Linked DNA regions of Mus musculus: all the other regions are linked to region 3. Evidence: chromatin contacts called from public HiChIP or PLAC-seq and promoter capture Hi-C data. All regions are on one chromosome and are shown on one strand. Each heading gives the region's core, a stretch centred on a gene start, on an enhancer-like site or on the middle of the called end of the contact. The rest is flanking DNA. Distances are from core to core; before and after follow the strand shown.

Region 1 (4,783 bases), core at 1,748-4,247, 200 kb before region 3:
GTTCAGTTCCTAGGGACCACATGGTGGCTCAAACCTGTCCAGTTCCAGGGAATCTGATGCCCTCTTCTGGCCTTCCTGAACACTACATTATGCAGTGTACATATATTCCTACAGGCAAAACAGCCATATACATAAAAGTAAGTAAATAAATAAGTAAGTAAATAAATAAAGCAGTCATGTTTTGTAAGCTGCAAGGAAGAGTCTCAAATGGCCATCCCATTTGCATCTCTGCTGTCTGATATCACAGCATGGAGAACTGAAGAGTCTTTTGTAGCCCCGCATGGTGGTGATGCCGCTAACCCAGTCCTCAGAAAACTGAGCTGGAAAATGGAAAAGCTGAGGCTAGCCTGGGCTACATAATGAGACCTTGTCTCAGAAAAACAAGCAAGCAAGCAAACAAACCAAACACATGCAAACAAGACCCATTCCGAGGAGACAGCTGATCTGGAAGGCGCCTGCAGTTAAACCTGATGACCTGTGTTTGAGCTCCATCCTTGGTACCATCTGATAGGAGAGAATGCCCGAAAGTTGTCCTCGCTCCTCTTACACACACACACGCACACACACTGCAACACACACACACACACACACACATGCACACACTGCACCACACACACAGAGGCACACACTGCACCACACACACACACACACACACACACAGAGGCACACACTGCACCACACACACAGAGGCACACAGAGGCACACACTGCACCACACACACACACACAGGCACATATTGTATCATAAACACAGACACACAGGCATACACTGCACCACACACACACATAATACATACACACACAACACACACACAGGCACACATACACACACAGAGGCACACACTGCACCACACACACACATACAGAGGCACACACTGCACCATACACACACAGACACACAGGCATACACTGCACCATACACACACAATACACACACACACACACACACACAGAGGCACACACTTCACTATACACATACACCATACACACACACACACACACACACACACACACACACACACACACACAGGCACACACACAATTCCAAAACAAAAGAAACCCTTTGCTACAGGATTGCAGAGATGGCTCAGTGGTTAGGAACACTGGCTGCTTTTCCAGAGAAGCTGTGTTCAATTCCCAGCACCCACATGGCAGCTCACAACCATTTGTAGCTCCAGTCCCAGGGGATCCGATGCTCTCTTCTGGCCTCCACAGGCACCAGACATACATGTAGGCAAACAATCGTAGGCAGGAGAAAAAATAAAAGAAGAAGAAGAAGAAGGAGACGGAGAAGAAGAAGAAGAAGAAGAAGAAGAAGAAGAAGAAGAAGAAGAAGAAGAAGAAGAAGAAGAAGAAGAAGAAGAAGAAGAAGAAGAAGAGGACGAGGAGGAGGAAGAGGAGGAGGAGGAGGAGGAGGAGGAGAAACCTTTGCCAGCATTATAGATCAAGTAACAGATTATGACGATAAGCCCTGATTCCCATGCTGCAAACATATCTCCTGCTGCTGTGTTAGGCACACCAGGGCTATGAGAGGCACCTCAGGATGAAACGCCAGTGAGAGACACAGAAGCCAACAGCTAGCACCGACATAGGACTGTCAAGCTGTTGGAGCACACAGTGTCATCTAATCTCCCCTGACACCCCGTGAGTCAGACACGGAATTCTGCTAACTGTGGCTGGAGAGAAAAGAAGGCCAAGGGATCAGCCGCCACCGGCCCTGAATGCGCAGAACCTACTGAGCATCAGAGCTGGGATCGCAAGTGGGTCTCTGACGCTCCATCCAGGGGTGACCTTCTGTTTCCTCAGGCCTCACAGTGTGGAGTGAAAGACAGGGTCCGTCTTTTGGGTGCTGCGGCTGACTTCACCCACCTTTGGGTGTGAGTGGATACCGTTGATCTGCGGATTTGGACACCGGGCATCTTAAGCACCTTCTGCCTTGAGCACCTGGCGGAACTCGGTTCCACCAGATCCTTGGTTGCCTGGTGCTGGAGACCTCGGTAGAGGCTCTTGACCTCTCTGAGCCTCAGCGTAACACCTTCTTCCTGGTATTTATATTTCTGGCATGTATATTCTGGCTTTATAGTTGGGGGTAGGAATCTGGGTAGAGATATTCCAGGACAAACCAAGGCCATGAACGCAGTGGGCTCTTCTAAGTGGGAGGTATTTCCATTTCAAAAAAGATACGTGTCAGGTTCTCTTCACACTGCTGTACATTTTCTCTCCTCCTCCTCCTTTCCCTCCTCCCCTCCCTCTTCTTCCTCCCCCCTTTCCTATAGAAATGACCACTTTACGTTTCCTTTGCCCATTTCTTGTCCATTTCCTTCCACTAGAATGGAAGTTCACAGATGGGAAGCGTCATCTAATGTCGTGGTGTCCAGATAGATGGTCCAGAGCAGTACCTGGTACCTACAAGGTGTGAAGAAAACTTGGTCATCACTAGGAGGCGCTAGGCCCTACCCCTGTTTGCAGTGACTACCCTTCCAATGGCTTGGAGATTCCCAAATCCCTCACACTGAGACTTGGAGCGCCAACAGGTCAGGGAGGGGGACCTTCACCAAAATCACTCAGTGTTGTTAGAGAACTGGCAGGGTTGATCCAAAGGTGAAGTGTGGTAGAAATTATTTACCCATTGTATAGATCCAGCAGCTGAGGCTCAGAGGGATCTCAAAGGACTTGCTCGGTATTTCCCAGCTGACTTCTCTTGAAAGCTCGGTGATTCTTACAGTGAGTGGCTCGACCCCCATTGGGGAGCAGTCTCCGGGTACATACAGGTCACGTCCCCCTTCCTTGACTTCTGCCTGCGCCATCACCACATGTGGGCAGGGGAGCCACAGGCGAAGGTGTGGGGGCTGCGGGCGCCCGGGAGCGCTTGGAGCATCCTTCTCCAGGCCTAGGGTACCACAACCCCGCTCGCCAGCTAAGAGGGGCTCGACTCTGCCCGCCCACCGCGGGGCGGGGCGGGGCGCACGCTCGGAGCCTCCGGGACCGCGCGTGGCTGAAGCGTCGCGGGCTCCTGCGCACCATCTCCCCGGCTCGGGAGCCCTATGCCCGCCGCGCCACCAGCCGCTGCCTGTAGTCTCCAGCCCCGCGGCGCTTGCCGCAGTCGCCGGCAGCGGATCACCCGCGAGCGCCCAGGTAGGGAGCGCGGGCGGGAGGCGGCCAGGCGAGCCGGCGCGGCCGGGAGGGCGGAGCGCCGCGCCGCGCTGCGCTCCTCTGCCAGCCCTCTCTCCCCCACCAGGTCTGGCCCGGCCCGGTCCGCGGCCTCCGGTACCCGGGATCCTTCAGTGCCTAGGGGAGAAAGGAGACCTGCTTTCCGCCGCCGAGCTGCGCTCCTGTTCTTGGGCCACCCCATTGCGACCCCCACGCGCGACAGCTCGTGATCAAGCGTACTCACACGCCCACCCTCCTCAGAGAGACTGCCCCGACCGGAAGGCGGGAGTTCGCCTCCTGCTCCCACCTCCCCAGCCGTGCCTCTGGCCAGGAGCCCCACCCCCATCCTTAGGCATCCCCGGTGGCTCTATTCCATTCCAGGGCTCTCATCCAGCCCCAGCCCAACTTTCATGGACTCGGCGCATCGGTACCCCTCCCCAAACTTCTTACCCGAGTACTCCAGGTGGCCCCGCCATAGGAGGCGCCCCTACAATCTCTCCCCGACCTCTTGTAATGGTTGCTCGGTGACCTAAGAACCCTGTTTTGCCACCTACTCCTCTGAGGTGCAGTTTTTACCCATCTTGCTTTCTCTTCCTTTGGCTTCACCCTGTATCCGCATTCACCATATCCTGTCCTGGTCCTCAACCCTAGTCCCCATGGTTCCAGAGCCCGGCCCTGTCAACAGTAGCACCCCAGCCTGGGGCCCCGGGCCACCGCCAGCCCCAGGGGGCAGCGGCTGGGTGGCCGCTGCGCTGTGCGTGGTCATCGTGCTGACGGCAGCCGCCAATTCGCTGCTGATCGCGCTCATCTGCACGCAGCCCGCGCTGCGCAACACGTCTAACTTCTTCCTGGTGTCGCTCTTCACGTCGGACCTGATGGTGGGATTGGTGGTGATGCCCCCAGCCATGCTGAACGCGCTGTATGGGCGCTGGGTGCTAGCTCGCGGCCTCTGTCTGCTTTGGACCGCCTTCGACGTGATGTGCTGCAGCGCCTCCATTCTCAACCTCTGCCTCATCAGCCTGGACCGCTACCTGCTCATCCTCTCGCCGCTGCGCTACAAGCTGCGCATGACAGCCCCGCGTGCCCTGGCGCTCATCCTGGGTGCCTGGAGCCTCGCCGCGCTGGCCTCCTTCCTGCCCCTCTTGCTGGGCTGGCATGAACTGGGCAAAGCTCGAACATCTGCCCCGGGCCAGTGCCGCCTATTGGCCAGCCTGCCTTATGTCCTCGTGGCGTCCGGCGTCACCTTTTTCCTGCCTTCGGGTGCCATCTGCTTCACCTACTGCAGGATCTTGCTGGCTGCCCGCAAGCAGGCGGTGCAAGTGGCCTCGCTCACCACGGGCACGGCTACGGCTGGCCAGGCCTTGGAAACCTTGCAGGTACCCGGGGTGGGTTTGGGAGACCTGGCTTTCGGGATGGGGAGAAATAAACCGCCCTTGGGAAACCACTGGGTGACTGCCTCATAGTTAACAGTCGTTGCTAATCCCCCAAGGCCGGTGGCTATGGCTTTCGGATGAATTTCAAGCTCTGACTGTGGTGGGATATGCGGGCTGTGGTGAGCTGGGTATGGAGGAGGAAGCTGGCATGCTTCTCTGTGACGGGCCCCATCCTGTATCACATCTGGGGAACTTAGAAAG
Region 2 (4,325 bases), core at 1,366-3,865, 220 kb before region 3:
TGCTAATGAGCTGGGGAGAGGGGCATTCAGCTCTTAGCTCTGGGCCCCACTTTACCTTGGCCCCAAGAGACTGGCCCAGGGCCAGCAGGCTCTGGCCATGAGCCCATGCCCTGTGCCAGCCAGGCCTGCCTGGGCAGCTGGAGCTGTGCTGCCAACCAGGTGTATCTCCTGGAGCTTGGAGACTCTGACTTGACAGGTTCTGCCTTTCCTGCTGGGGCCCCATTATCCTGGATCCCAGGGGTGCATCATCTCAACAGGAGGGGCTCTGAGGCAGCCAAGAGTGTGTGGTGAGCACCATGGGCTGTGCAATCAAATCTAGCCTTTGTCAGCCACTATTAATGTAATCTTGTGTGGGGGTGGTGGCTAATGATACTTCTGTTCTCACTAGTACAATGGGAGCAAGGGGATTATGGGAAAGAGTAGATGAGATACAACAGACTGCTTAGCTGGGTATAAAACAGTAGCTGCTAAAAGATACTGAGTTCTTTCCTAGGCAGGTCCTCTGTCCACACTGAAGCTTCCTGTCATCACTACTATGGGATATAACTCAGCTTCAGATCCTATGTCCTCGATTAGGTGTCTAATTTGCTCTGGTACCTTCCTGTGTTTGAGAGGGTGCTGAACTGTCCTGCCAAGGGTGTTGGCTGGGATTCCAGCCTTCTCCAATGGTTGTATGTGTGATTTGACAAGCATATTACTCCACAGAGCTTCCTACAGGGTGGGAGTAAGTCCTTTCCTATTTGCTTGGCTTCAAAATTACATTTATTTATATATTTAGTTAGTTAGTTAGTTATGTAGTTAGTTAGTGTGAGTGTGTTTGTGCTCACACTTGTGCCATAGCACACATGTGGGGGGGGGTCAAAGGTCAGCTTGCAGGTGTCAGTTCTCTCCGATCTTATGGGTCTTGGGGATTGGACTCACGTTGTTAGGCTCAGTTGTCAGTGACCTTACTCACTTAGCCATCTTATCAGCTCCTGTTTTGTTTGAGTCAGGGTCTCACATTGCTCAGGTCAGCATGTAACTAGTAGAAGCTGGTCTTGAACTCCTGGCCCTTTAGTCTCTACCTTTCAAATGTAGGGATTACATGTCTGCTGGGAATGGGTTGGGCTCTTACAGAATCTACAGAATGTAGACATCCACTCTTATCCTGTCCAAGGTCTGAAGTGAGATGGCTGGCAACCTTTGGCTGTAAAATGGCCTACACATGCCACAATGTAGCAAGGCTGGGTTCTGCCAAACCTTAGCTTCTGCACTTTATAACTTTTTGATGAACTACTCAAGTTGTCTCTGGGCCCTCTGCATTTATTAAATGGGAGATAACACGGAAACAAAATGAAGGGCTCTGCCCTCAGGGAGCCGATGGAGAAGATCATAAAGAGAGATTAGCACGAGCAGATATGTATCCCAGGCTGCAAGATCACTCCTGGAGGAGGAGGAAGTGTACGTCACCTGAGCAGCTTGGGAAAGTTTTCCACCTGGTAGATGAAGGATGCATTGAAAGGGAGACGAAGGGCGGCAGAAAACTCTAGGCTGAAGAACAGCACAGCAGCTAGGATTGAAGAGCAGATCGCCTGGGGCAGCCATGGTGTGGCCACTAAGTCACTAGGAGGCTTTCTTGCCACTCCCCACTCTCCATGCTTGGCACCTTGGAGACATCAGATGAGCAGGGCTGAGTGCATTCAGGCGTGTGTAACTGATACGGATAGGTCTCTAAGTCTGGACATTTTGTTTGATGGTGCAGTGGGCTATCACCTTCAAGGAACAAAGGCGCCCCAATACCGTCTTTCTCTTCTTTGTACGGTGGCCTGGAACTTGCTATTTTAGTTGACTGTGGGCCTTGCGTGGGCACCACTAGACCCAGTATAGAGGATGCTAGGGATGGAGGTCGGGGTTTCCTGCATGCTAGGAAAGCACTGCTATACTAAGCTACAGCTCCAATCCAGAGCACTCTTCTTACACCAATAGACCAGGCTACACCAGTGCAATCCACCTTATTGGATTTAGAGAGCTAGCCTCTCCCTGAGGGGAACCGTGCTGTCCTCTTTTCAAGGAGCCCTAGTGAGTCTGTGTTTTGGCCTCTCAGCCCTTTCTCTGGATGCTCCGGCTAAGTTGTTTGGAGGCAACTGAAGGTCAAGGGGCAAGGACACAGCGGAGATCAGAACTCAACCTCCCGAGGGAAGAACAGGCACAGCGTAGGATGGATCCCGGGTGTTGGAACCCCCAATAGGTTGGAGCGCCACACTCAGCTCGTGTCCAAAGCCAGGCTCCCACTCCAAGAGTTCCAAAGACCCACTATTGTCACTCCAAGGCCTGGCAAGATCTGACTGCCTAGAAAAGCCAGGCGGAGGGGAATCGAAGCCTGGGAAGCGGCCGGACGCTTGGCTCGTGCCCTTTCATCCCTGTCCCGGCCGTCGGGGAGCGGGGCCCATGGCTCGGGCGCCCCTGCTCACGAGTGGAGGGAGCGGCCCTCGCTCGCTCGCTCGCCCGCCCTGCCCGCGCGTCCCTCCCCTCGTCGCCGCTGCCCCCGCCCTCACTCCCTATTTGGAGCTGAGACACCCTGACGTCGGAGGCGCTCGGCCCGCCGCTCCCCCGCGCCTCGCGCCCGCCCGGGGCCGCAGACGGCCAGCAGCGCAGCCCAGCCGAGCCTCGCGGGGCCGCCCCAGCCCGAGGACCCCGGGCCTGCGACCCCCGCGGCTCGCACCCCACTTTCTAGGACCCCCAGGAGGACGCGCCGCGCTCCCCGCGGCCGCCGCGCGCGGTAAGTCTCGCCCGGGCCCGCATGCCGGAGCGGGGCAACCGGAGCCCCTTTGCTCCGGCGACCCGCAGTGTCCCCCGAGTCCGGCAGTCCCTCTCCGCTCCCCTCCAGCTCGCGACCCTCGTGTTACGCAGCCCGGCGGCCAGCCAGGCGCCTCCGATCGCCCGCGCTGGGGACGTGGGCGCGGCTCCCCGGTGGCCAGGGGGCACCGGCGGCGTCCGGAGCCGGTCGCCAGCCGCGCCCCGGGGCTCCGTTTCTTGTAGGAGTTTCACCGCCAGGACTGAGAGTAGGAGGGAGAGCGTCGCCCGGCAGGCGCCGGGCAGCGCTGGTACACTGGACTCACGCGTCCTCTGGATCTATCCTGGTCCCTTCTTAGCTGCTGCTCATTTGGTCCCTGTCTCCCATCCACAGGTTTCTGGCTCTCCATCGCTCCATTTCCTCTCCCCCGTGCTTTTTTTATTCTGTCCCTCTCGCCTCGATTTTCACTTTCTCTGGGCTTGTGTCTCTACTTTCGTGTTGTCTCTCTGTTTTCTCTCGGTCGCGCAGAGCCTCCCGACCTCCACTCTCCAAATCAAAGCATCCTGCCGGAGCTTCTGAGGCGCGGTCCCCCAGCTGGGTTCGTGGAGAGTGCCTCTGGCACTACAAAAGACCCCAATTCCTCTTCTTCCCTGCTCGAAAGTCTGGCCGGTGTCACCCACCCCCACTTGCAGGGGCAGAGAGGGAGAGAGAACAAGCGTGAGCGCCCGCCTGCCTGAGCTAGCTGGCGTTTCCAGCGGGGAGAGCCTTGTAAGCATTCCACCCCAGTGAGGCAGTGTTCACCGCAGGGCTCTGTTGCCGGCCACCTGCCCTCCAGCCGGCTCTGGCTCCCGGGCCAGGCGATGATCTTTTACAAGCGTCACTAAAGGGGGCAGCTGCTTGCCTTGGCCTGGCTGGGGGTGGGGGTGGGAAGTTGGGAGGCATCAAGGGAGAAAGCCACATTTCCAGGCTTTCCAAGGCCTTGCCCAGCTGGAAGCCACCAGCCTGCAACTCGGAACACCCCAGGAAAACAGCCTATTGGCACAGGCTGAGGGTGGGGAAATAAGTTGTCAACAGGCAGCCCCCCACTCTTTGTCACTGAGCAGCCAGCCTCCTGAGACTCCCACGGATGCTGGAACTATTTGGGCGGGTTTGCCTTGACTTAGAGCCAAAGAAGAGACAAGGCCGGGGCGTTTCCTTGGTGACCCCCCACCCCTCTCCACCCTTCCCTGAAAAGCCAGACCTCTCTCCTGGGCCTGTGTGCTGGAGGGGTAGACAGGGGAGTGGATGCTGTATCTTAGCCAGAGGTACAGCCTCCTTAAAGTGAAATTTCAGCTCCTTCCTCCTACTGGCAACCCCAGGGGTCGGAGGCTGCGGGGTGGGCAGGGTTGTTGGTGAAGTCTGAGGGGAACTTCTGTTGAGCAGATGTGTAGCTCTGCCCTGCAGCCGGTAGTTAGCATACATTTGTTTTGGAGACTTTTTCTGGTCTATGGGCATCAAGGGTCTGTGGGGCCTGACTGTTTGCATAGGGATACCCAGAGCTGGGCGGTGGAGC
Region 3 (4,926 bases), core at 2,194-4,693:
AGCAATCTCTTAGCTCACACTTTGGCACAGACCTGAGTTCTGTGTTGAGCCCAATCCTCAGGCTGCTGGGTTCTTCCCTGGGCCCTACACCCACCAAGGCCTTCTCTCCTCTGGGCTAACTATACCTGGCTTTTACATTGTGATGAAAACTTTAAGTGCCATTTGGGTATTCTTGGTTAAGGCTATTTCCCTAGATAAGGCCTGGAGGAAACCTAATAGGGCCCAATGGGCAATGAACTGGGCAAAGTGAAGGAGGTGGGGCCAGCCTACCAGTCCCAGGGGGTGCAAATAGGAGCTGCTGTTCAGTCATATCCCCTTCTGCCTCCTCCTAAGGGAGGATTGTTGGACTCTAGCTCTGGGAGTGGCTCAGCTCTGTCCCTTCTGGTGACTCCTCAGAGGCTGAGCCTGGGCAAGGGCTCTATGGGCGGGGTCACGAGGCTGTACAGCCCAGATGCCCTGTAAGAATCAGAAATGGTGGACGGGTGTTCCCACTCTTATGTGATGATGGGATGCTTAAAGGGTCTGGCCCTGTGACAAGGATCAAGGTCACCATCTGGAGGGACTCCTGCCTACCCGGTGTCTGGCTCACTCCAGGGTTGGTCACCTACCACAGAAGATGTTGTCTCGAGTGATAGAGAAGAGGTACTTTTCCAGCTTGGGGTCACAGCCCAGCTTCTCCAGGCGGCCATAGCAGCAGTCATGGGCATGACAACACCTGTGGGGGCAGAGTTAATCTGGAGGGGCTGTTAGTCAGGCTGGGCTGGGCTGGAGCAGCTCCTGGGACCCCAGGACCCAGGATGGAAGCAGAGTACGAGTCCCTGCTGTCTAGGTGCCCCCAGCTTCTCCTTCCTCCCAGACTGCTCCCCCAGGTCCTCCAGGCAGTCCTCCTGCTCACCAATCCGTCTCGTCCACTGGCCAGTGGGAGCCACCGACACCGCAATAGCAGCCATAGTCATTGTACTGCAGGGCAGGCTTTCCCGTCATTCTCTCAATCATCACTCCAAACTGGACCAGGTTCCCGCCAGCCAGGGGCACTACAGAAACGGCGGCGGCAGAGGCCACAAGGTTCCACATGGCCGGTGAGCATCACATCCAGGGACCCATCCCGAAGTCCCCTTAAGATCTGACTCCAGACATTTCCCCAAGGATTCAGTAAACCTCCCCACTGCAAAGCACCCAGCTATCAATAACAAGGATACAAAGTAACATGCTTTGTGCTTCCATCCCCTAGGTAGCCACCCCCGACCTGTGTGCTTGTGTGTGTGTGTCTGTGTCACGCACACGTGCATATCCATGGAAGCCGTGGTTGGTACCAGTTTCCTTTACTTTCTACCTCACTGTTGAGACAGAATCTCTCGGTGAACCTTGCCTATTTGGCTAGACTGGCTAGCCAGCGAGCTGCCAAGATTCACTCCTCCACGGCCCCCGGGGTTACAGATGTGTGTCTCAATGCCTAGCTTTTACATAGGTCTTGGGGATTCGAACTCAGTCTCCTACCCATCCCACGTTCCCCACTCCGCTTCACTTCCTCATGCTATCCTGGACCCCTACACTGACTCTTTACATGTCTCTCAGGAAAATCTGAATCTCCCTAGCCCTCAGCCCCTGTCTCCCCAGCAGCTCTGTCCCAGAATCTTCTGATTCTGCGGTGGGGAGGCACTCATCCCCACAGGCTGGGGATCCCATGGCTCTCAAACCCTTTCCCACTGCATTCTTCTGGGCCCTTTCCCCTGCCCTTCCTCTCTTCCAGTCAGTGCTGCCTCAGGAGCCTTAGGATGGCCAGGTGGGTGGTGGTGGGAAGGCGGGCGGCCTCTAGCGAGCCCTGCTCAGGTATCCAGAGTATGGGGTGAGGGAGGAGAGGAGGAGAGAGGTCATGAAAGTCACTTACCCAGGAGGCAAAGGCAAGCCAGGGCAATGGGAGGTTTCATCCTGGGGGAGGTAGGCAGGGGGCATGGGAGCCTGCTGCAATGGGAGGAAGTGAGCTGGGGCCTCTGATCTCCAGACACCTCCCAATTAGTTAAATACACAGGGCCTGTCCACCCCCGTCATTAACCCTGGAGTGCCCAGTGATGCAATAATTCCGACACTTTGACTAAGTTCCCAGGGGAGGGGCCAGCCAGTTCCCCGGGGGGCTCTTCCGAGGGTGTGTGAAAACAGGGATGGGAGAGTCGTGTGGCCATCTTTCCTTCTGTTCCACCTTCTCTGGACCCCCACACTCTTAAATTGCTAACTTTGCTCCCGGGGTCTGTGCCCCATTTTTTCCCCTATGCTTCCTATTGTGTTCATTTCCTTGTAACCAACCCATTGGATGAGGCCCAGTGCTGTGGAGAAACTGAAGCTTTCTCGGAGCCAAGTTCCGAGTGTGTCCTGTTTCCAGTGCAGAAGTGTTCCTCCCCAACCGTCCCTCTTCATGACTGGTGACTGAGATAACTTGGCCATCTGCTTCTGTCAACACCCAGGGCTTTCTGAATCCTGTTTCCACCACGGATCACGCACGAGGCCCTGGGCAGTCCCTTTCCCTTGCTTGGGACCTCAGTGTTCCTGTCTGTGTTACAGAGACAGGGGCATCCTGCCTCACCTCCTTCATGAGAACTGGCTCGCACTGAGCATGTGCAGGGCCACAGGGGTGTACACAGGGCCAAAGACCCTCCATAGCCCACGACAGGGGGTGAGGTGGGGACTGACACAGACAGACAGACAGACAGACAGACAGACACCTCAGTAAATAAGGAGCTGGAATGTGGACCCAGGCAGCCCTAAAGGGCTCACCAAGGGCCAACTTAGCCCCTTTGGGCTGAGGGCGGGGGTGGGTAGGTGAGCGCTGTGCTACTCAGACCACGATTTGTTTTTTGTTTTTTGTTTTTTAAATAAAATCAGAGGAATGATGTTAATACAGCCTGGACTATGTCTGACTTTATAATAACACAATTATAAAGCCTAATTCTCTCTTCTCTATTTTTCTTCCAGTCTCGGGAAAAACTCTCATGGGAGGAGGCACCTGGGGCACGTGACTAATGACCCCTTGTCCAGCTTCAAGCCTCAGCTGCTCTGAGGGCCTGGGGTCTGTCTGCATTCTGTGGACTTGGCTGGGTCTCAAGAGAAGGAATCTAGACACCCTGGCCAAAGTGCCCTGTCCCTGGGAAGTTTCTCTGAAGAGTCAGGAGGAGAGCTCTGAGTAGCCCGACTCCCTCGGCTATGTGACTGGGGAAGAAAGGTTTTGAACACAGGAGGGGAGTTGTAAACAAGGCTATACACAGGGCCTCAACCCCACATCCAACCCTGCCCATCCACTTCCTGAAACCACACTCCTACCTCTGCCACCTCCCAGGGGCATCTGGGTACTGCAAGCTCTGTCCCTGTTGCAAAGGTGATGGGGACCAAGTCCACCTGCCTGGTACACCCTGCAGCTCTGAGTCACCGTCTACTGAGAGAGGTCTCTTTTCTTGCCATTTCCTTTTGATTTTTAATGAGAGTTCTTCTGGCAGTCCCTAGCTTCTGGCCTGGGTCACGAGGCCTCAAACCATGAGTCATAGGAACAGCTGACTCCCAACAGCATGGCATCGAAGTTTAGTCCCTGGGAGTAGGGAGCGCAAGAGGAGCCTGGATTCTGAGACAGTTTGCTTTTGAATCCTGACCTGGGCAGGATGGGACACTGAATGTTCCCATAGGGCTGTATCATGTTGGAGAAATCTGGGCTAGCTTCCTGGAGGAGGCTACCCCATTGAAGTGCAATGCTAGTGGAAGCTGGACTTAGAAAGGTTCAGACATTCCAGAAAGGGTGTTGGTGTTAGGGCCTTCACACCTCTTGTGCAATGTGGCAGAAATTACAGCAAAGTCAGGACCTGAATCATCTATAAAAATGGAAATAATTAGACTGACTTTTTAGGGCTGTAAGCCAGACAAAGGAGACATGAGATGGCAAGGCCTTTTGTGGGCAGCCTTGTCCTCAGGGGGAACCAATCAATATTGGGCAGGGGGAGGGGGGAAGCATGCAGGGAGCCTATGCTTCCAGCACACTCATGGGACCACTGTCTCTACTTGATAGTCGGATGGAAGGGTGGGGTTCCAGGGTGGCAGCTGGAGTGGTTGACATGGAGGTCAGGATGGATATGTGTGAGACACTGAGGAGCTCAGACTGCAGTGCCATTTTCTTGCTCTTGGTATTTATTTGTATCTTTGGGGGAGCTGGAGAGGCAGCCTAGTTGGTGCAGTGCTTGCTTGGCAGATCTGATGCCCTGGATCTGATGCCCTGCCCTGCGTGACCTGGGTATGTGGGTGCCCATCTGGAACCTCAGCGCTCAGCAGGCAGAGGCGAGAGTGCCAGAAACTAAAGGTCATCTTTGTGTGTGTAGGAGTAGTTTAAGGCCAGCTTGGGCTACATGTCTAAAATAATAAAGAGTAAGGGGTTTCAGGGGGCTGGGCTCAGTCGGTGAGACGGTTTGCTGCATAAGTGTGAGGGCCTGGGTTCAAATCCCCGACACCCACATAAATAGTCACGTGTGGCTGTACATGTCTGGAACCTCAGTGCTTTAGGGAATGGAGACAGGAGGATGACTGGGGCTTGCTGGCTGCTGGCTGTCTCTGTGTTCATCGAGAGAGACTGTTTCAAGGGAATAAGAGAGTGAGAGAGCAGGATACCTAATGTCTTCCTCTGGCCTCTTCATGCACATTCATGGGTGTGTATACCTGTGAGTACAGGTATGCAACACATGTACACACAAGCACACACATGTGTACATGTACCCACATACACATACATGTGCACACAGCCACATACACATACATGTGTACACACATGCACACACATACACACATGTGCACATACATGTATACACATATATACATACATACTCATACAACACACACATGGATACACACATGTGCACACACATGTACACACTTATACAACACACATATACACACATG

What was found. HiChIP or PLAC-seq counts read pairs in DNA pulled down with a chosen protein or histone mark. Capture Hi-C pulls out chosen DNA fragments and counts their contacts.
Region 1: a contact with region 3 is called in a promoter capture Hi-C map of adipose tissue. The contact joins the promoter of Htr6 here to the promoter of Pla2g2e in region 3. A contact is called at or near these places in 7 of 39 promoter capture datasets (the C10 cell line, cranial neural crest, embryonic stem cells and 4 more), 2 of 15 datasets of contacts at CTCF or cohesin (embryonic stem cells and pro-B cells), 39 of 484 Hi-C or Micro-C datasets (the AtT-20 cell line, B cells, the CH12 cell line and 19 more), 6 of 115 datasets of contacts at active chromatin or transcription factors (bone marrow-derived macrophages, embryonic stem cells and pancreatic cancer cells) and 3 of 9 other capture datasets (adipose tissue, embryonic stem cells and pancreatic islet).
Region 2: a contact with region 3 is called in an HNF4G HiChIP or PLAC-seq map of pancreatic cancer cells. The contact joins the promoter of Nbl1 here to the promoter of Pla2g2e in region 3. A contact is called at or near these places in 7 of 484 Hi-C or Micro-C datasets (the AtT-20 cell line, the N1E-115 cell line, cerebral cortex and 3 more), 1 of 115 datasets of contacts at active chromatin or transcription factors (pancreatic cancer cells) and 1 of 9 other capture datasets (pancreatic islet).

Annotation. Positions count from the first base shown.
Region 1 is chr4:139,073,784-139,078,566 of GRCm38.p6, reverse strand. Htr6 (5-hydroxytryptamine (serotonin) receptor 6) reads left to right here and starts at 2,997. Exons shown (of 4, transcript NM_001377096.1): 1 at 2,997-3,134; 2 at 3,238-4,525. The coding sequence starts at 3,806.
Region 2 is chr4:139,091,260-139,095,584 of GRCm38.p6, reverse strand. Nbl1 (NBL1, DAN family BMP antagonist) reads left to right here and starts at 2,615. Exons shown (of 4, transcript NM_008675.2): 1 at 2,615-2,758.
Region 3 is chr4:138,876,459-138,881,384 of GRCm38.p6, reverse strand. It overlaps Pla2g2e (phospholipase A2, group IIE), which reads right to left and starts at 3,443. Exons shown (of 5, transcript NM_012044.2): 1 at 3,313-3,443; 2 at 1,889-1,962; 3 at 896-1,034; 4 at 609-715. The coding sequence starts at 1,928.